Regions from separate parts of the Mus musculus genome. Here region 1 is linked to region 2. A link is a contact called in public promoter capture Hi-C data. All regions are on one chromosome and are shown on one strand. The core of a region is the stretch at or near the end of the contact, and the rest is flanking DNA. Distances in the headings are between cores, read along the strand shown. Region 1 holds the start of Snx27 (sorting nexin family member 27). Region 2 holds the start of Tdrkh (tudor and KH domain containing protein).

Evidence for each region. Promoter capture Hi-C pulls out the DNA fragments that hold promoters and counts their contacts.
Region 1: a contact with region 2 is called in a promoter capture Hi-C map of second pharyngeal arch cranial neural crest. The contact joins the promoter of Snx27 here to the promoter of Tdrkh in region 2. A contact is called at or near these places in 16 of 39 promoter capture datasets (the 3T3-L1 cell line, 3T3-L1-derived adipocytes, the C10 cell line and 10 more), 2 of 484 Hi-C or Micro-C datasets (CD4 T cells and regulatory T cells), 2 of 115 datasets of contacts at active chromatin or transcription factors (memory CD8 T cells and pancreatic cancer cells) and 3 of 9 other capture datasets (adipose tissue, liver and pancreatic islet).

What each region holds. Positions count from the first base shown.
Region 1 is chr3:94,581,230-94,584,015 of GRCm38.p6, forward strand. It overlaps Snx27 (sorting nexin family member 27), which reads right to left and starts at 1,487. Exons shown (of 12, transcript NM_001082484.2): 1 at 1,016-1,487. The coding sequence starts at 1,320.
Region 2 is chr3:94,411,830-94,414,529 of GRCm38.p6, forward strand. It overlaps Tdrkh (tudor and KH domain containing protein), which reads left to right and starts at 1,415. Exons shown (of 14, transcript NM_001357711.1): 1 at 1,415-1,533. It overlaps 1700040D17Rik (RIKEN cDNA 1700040D17 gene), which reads right to left and starts at 1,126. Exons shown (of 2, transcript NR_152121.1): 1 at 865-1,126.

The sequences.
Region 1 (2,786 bases), core at 237-2,736, 170 kb after region 2:
ATTTAGGACAAAGTACAAAATCACAACCACAACACAGCTTAGGGCAGTGGAGGTCTGCGTTCAAACTGCCAAGACAACATCTCTGGAGCTTTAAGGGATGTGGTGGTGACAAGTGAGCCTGAACAAGTTCGATGAAGGAAGACTGCAGCAGAAGGTGGGTTGCAACAGCAGAAGGGGCCTTAAAAAGAGAAGGGAAAGCTACGTCGAGAAATTTAAAGTGTAGGATTGCAATAGCACAGAGCAGGAGGAAAACGGAGCGGGCAAAGACCTAAGTCGACTGCAGTCTGAGGGAAGCAGGAGCTAGGAGCACTATTAAACCGAACTCCAAGGTGTGAGGAGTGGTGCACGTGGGAAGTCGGGGAGCCAGAAAAGGCTGTACTCAAAAGCAATGTAGCCATGGAGAAGCTAGCCTGAAAATCAGGTTGCAACCCCTCCCCCAAAAACGCATGTGATAAGGTATACTCGAGATGGTGTGACTACAAAGAAGAAGAGGGGAGAAAAGGCCAAACGGTGGATGCAAAAATGTCGGTGTGCTTTTATCATAACGGGGAATAACTAAGGAAAGTGGGTGGAGGGTTAAGGTGGGGAGAAATGATGCCTCCAGAGGAAAATGAGCTGACCACAGGTCCTATCAGGTCTAGAGGGCAGAAGGGACAGTCCACAAGGTCTGAGGGGAGTGGCAGCGACCAGGAAACTATGATGCTAAAGATGAAAAGTTGGGGAGGACACAGTACTGGCTAGGTCGAAAGGAGACTCCCTCAGTAAGGGGCAGAAAGAGGCATGCTATAGAAGAAGGCAAACGGGTTGAGAGCAGCCAAAGGCATGGGAGCAGCAGGGAGAGCACAAACTGGAGACGCCAGGAAAGCAGGAGGCTCCAAGCCGGGCCGCGAAGGCCCGCGGGGGGCGAGGGTCGCGGCAGGCTCTCGAGCTAAGAGAGGTGCGGCCTGGGTGACAGGGTGCGGGGCCAGGACAGGCGAAGGATAGGAGGACGGGGCGTGGCGGCAGCGATACTCACACCTCCAGGATGCGGTCCCCTTTGCGCACCCCGGCCCGGTCGGCCGCCCCCCCGGGCAGCACGGCGCTCACATGCTGCAGCGGCGCGTACAGCTCCCCGTTGATGCTCCGCAGTTGCCCGCCCTCGCTCACTTGGCCCCGCACGTTGAAGCCGTAGCCGGATTCGGACTTGACAATGCGCACGACCCGCGGGCCGCCGCCTCCCCCGCCACCGTTCCCGGCGCAGTGGAGCCCAGACCCCCCGCCGCCGCCTCCATTCCGGTGCGGGGCTGAGGGGTGAATACCTTCCCCGTCCTCGTCCGCCATCTTGCGAGCAAGCGAGCGGTCCCCCGCCCCCCTACGCCTCCACTCCTCCGGCGCGCGCCCGCCCCCTCCGGCAGCCGCGCGACCCCGGCGCGCGCCCGCTCCGCCGACCGCTGGAGCTAGTGGGCCACCGCGCTGCGAGGGGGTGAGGAAAAGGGAGCAAGGCGGGAGAAGCAGACGGTTGGGCGCTGCAGGGCCTCCTGGGAGATGTAGTTCTGCAAATGGTGCATGACGCATCCGGGCTCAAAGCCTTCTGGGAGTTGTGGTTTATTGGGCTTTGGGCTCTGGTTAAGTTTCCTTGGTTGGATGATGAGAATCTTTTTTTGTTTTGTTTTTTCGAGACAGGGTTTCCCTTTGTAGCCCTTGCTGTCCTGAACTGGCTCTGTAAAGCAGGCCGACCTCAAACTCAGAGATCCACCTGCCTCTGCCTCCTGATTGCTGGGATTATGCCCGACCACTAGTTGGTGATTCATTGCAATCTTGAATCGGTTATTCATTTGTATATTCATGTTGGACAAAGCCCCAGCAATCAAGTGATACAACCAGATCGTGAATTCGGTTCCTTATTTCAAGTATTAGGATACGGAACTTTAGTGTTACCAAAGTCAAGCAGCAATTATGTAACAGCATTTAAAGCTCAGCTGTTTTTGCGCAACTTTCTTTTCCATGTTATTGCAACTTCACGGCTATATACAGACATACAAAAAAGCATGTGTGGAGGAAAACAACAGCTTCCATGATTTAGAACTGGATATTAAAGTGGTCAATAATTTTAATTTAGCAAGAGTTTTGAAGTTGCTTTTATCTTGTTTATTTCATTTCTTCCAATAGCACAAGAGAATTCTTAGAAAGCATGCAGTTGGTGTTTTTGGCGATCTGGCAGGATATAAACTTGATAGAGCTGGGTGCCTGGTGACAGCAAGTAATGACAGAAATAATGCACATAGCAATCTACGCCATCACTGCTCCACTTTGGTATTTGATTTCCCCCTACTGATAAGGTCACTAGTTAATCCATTCCTGTTTAGTAGATGTTGTAGAATACACAAGATTCCACAAAGCAAAGACAAAGGAAACAGTATCAGCCTCCTCAGGTATTCTCAGTTCTTCCCCACCAAGCACCATGTAGATAAAGAGCTCTGATGAGTGATGTTCCCCTAAGGTATCAGAGCCTAAGACACACAACTTGGAAAGGTTGCCATTCTGTACAAAGGAATACAGTAGACTTGCTCTTTGTCCTGAGGGGGACATTACTTCATCTCCCAAAGTGACATATTAACACAACCCCCCAACCGGAGAAATAACCTGGAGATAACGAGCCAGGAGTCTTCCTTCTTGGCATCCAGCAGAAGAAGAGGAGAAGCACCAAGAACTACCTTTCTCAACATGACTATGTACCAAGTCTTTACATCTAGAACTTATTAACGCTTTACAGCACTAGCCCAGTCCCTGCTTGGTAGATGAGGTTA
Region 2 (2,700 bases), core at 165-2,664:
ACAAAACAAAACTGGTCCACCCAAAGAGTTCCAAGCCATCCACGACTATATAGAGATACTGTGTCTTATAAGTAAAAAAAAAAAAAAATTAAAGTGCAAAGTGAAGTATGCTTAAAAGTAAACATGTTAAAAGTTCTGGTTAAATACATCTTCTATATCCCTGTCATATCTTGAGATTTAACTAAGAGTCAGAAAGGTAGTTGCTTTGAAACACTAACATATATAAAAAGGAAGTTATAAAATTATATCTATAGCATGTTTTCAGCTGTGCAAAAATACATTTACGTGTATTTTAAGTGTGGGATGAAAAATTTCCCAAGAAACTGGTTGTACTGGTTGCCTCTGAAGGGACATTTTCTTCAATAACCTTTTGTTACTTGTGAATCTTCTTGAAAGTGCATGTATTATTTACCCAAATATATATTTTGGATGACTAGAAGGCGAGCATGTTTGCAAGCCCAGCTACTCAAGAGCCTAAGGGAACAAAATTTGAGAACAGCCTGGACAACATAGCAACATATAACAGTAGTAGTGGTAATAATAATAATAATAGGAAATTGACCCAAAGACATCTGGGTCAGACACAATGCTAGCTATGTTCACTCAACAAATGTTTAATGAGTATTCATCATGTGCCAGCACAAAACATCTCCTGGAGACTCGGAGCGACTGTGCCCTCGCCTCAAAGTGAAGGTGGTAGCAGGGCCAACCGTTCCTAACGGTTCGGGAACGACCCAGACGGCGGCTGGAATTCAGTTTTTCAAGCAAACCGCTGCCTGCCAAATCCTCCCCCTTCCACAGGTCCACGGCCCCGGGGCAAGGCAGGGGGCCCCTGCTGGCGCGCTCCTCCCATAGCTGCCTTACCCAGGTGGTGGCCACGGTGACTTTCGGTCCACGTGGCGTGTGCAGCGCCCGCCCCCATTTCACTCCTTTAACATAGTTGCTTTCCTGTCCCCTGGCTAAGATGGGGGTAGGGGGTCCATCCAGGCAGAAATTCTTAACAGATAAAGTGGCGCCGCAATCAGGAGGTGGCTTCCCCCAAGGCCGCTGGCCGCGGAATGACTCCGTAGGCCTCGGGACACCCACGAGTGACCCAATCCCCCGACCCTCGGAGCGCCAAAGTCCCTCGCGGCTTAAAGCAGCACAACCTCCTAGAGGAGGACCGAGGACTCCAGAAGCCTCTAATTGGCTGTTTAATTCTCAGCAGGTGCGAGCTCCATTAAAAGCATCGGCTTCCCCGGGCTCTAACTGGCTGTGGACGTGGGCGGGCTTGGATTTTCATCCGGGTAATTGGACTTGAGCGCGCACCAGCCACGTCGCTCACGGCAGTCCGCAGAAGGATTGGCTGCGGCGGAGGAGCGCGATTGGTCAGACTTCAAAGTGAGCGTTGATTGGTGAGGATGCGCTGCGGGGGCGGAACAAGCGGCTGCTGAAAAGCGACCCGCTAGGCGGCTGCGCTGAGGGAGCGACAGGGCGGCGGCGGCGGGGGTGAGGTGCGAGGCGAAGCGCAGAGCGCGCAACTCTGGAGGAGCGGTAAAGGCAGGGCGCGAGAGGGAAGTTTGGGGTGTGGGAGAAGCAGAGCGGTAGGGACCCTGGCAATTGGAAGACCGAAGCGCGGGACTGAGGGTCGGGAGGCGTGGGACACTTGGGGGCTAGGAGTGAGGCCCTCGCGGATCACCGCGTGGGGCAGCTGTGCTGGGAGCTAATAACCAGACTCAGATCAGGGGCTCTGGGCCGGGGAGCTAGGCCCCCAGGATTGATAGGACGTTCACCACAACTCAGCACTCCTAAGCCGGCTCTCTTTGAAACGAGGGACCTTTTATTAATTTGCCTTTTACCTTCCTCAACTTAGTCCAGTGACTGTTTGTAGCTGCAGGGTGTTTTGTTGCAAGGTGTTTTGTTTTCTTTTAGTGGCGGAGCCTGTGACAGTCAGCTGGTTTTGAACTCAAAATCCTCCAGCCCTTGCCTCTGAAGTGGTGGAAGTACAGTACAGGCCAGCACCAGAACGCTCTAGATTGGATTGATTGTCTATCAATCTTCCTTTCTCAAATTTACTTGTAATATCTGGTTAGATTTGCCTGTTGGTTGGTTGGTTGGTTTTTGTTTTTGTTTTTGTTTTTTTAAGGTTTATATATTTTATATATGTGAGTGCATCGCTGCTGTCTTCAGACACACCAGAAGAGGGCGTCAGATCCCATTACAGATGGTTGTGAGCCACCATGTGGTTGCTGGGAGTTGAACTCAGAACCTCTGGTAGAGCAGTCAGTGCTCTTAACCGCTTAGCCATCTCTCCAGCTGATTGGTTGGTTTTTGAGACATCTCTTGTAGTTAACCCAGACTGGTCAAGAACTTGTCCTGTAGCCATCCTTAAACTGCTGATCCTTCTACCTCCACCTTTCAGGTACTGGTATTTGGGAGATTGGACACCTGGCTTCCTTACCATCACCACTCCCAAACAGGATTTCATGTCACCCACAGTGGCCTTGTACTTGTTATGAATGAATTTAGGCTCTAGTTCTTTCTGTCTCCACCTCCTCTCTGTTGGGGTTATATGCATGTGTTGTCACACCAGGCTCAGACCGCTTTGGTGTTTTAAGTAAAATCCTGGTTGGTTTGCCTGATTTGAGTTCACTAGCCTATCCCTTATGATATTATCCCTTAGTAACACACTTAGCACAAATTTACTTGTAATATCTGGTT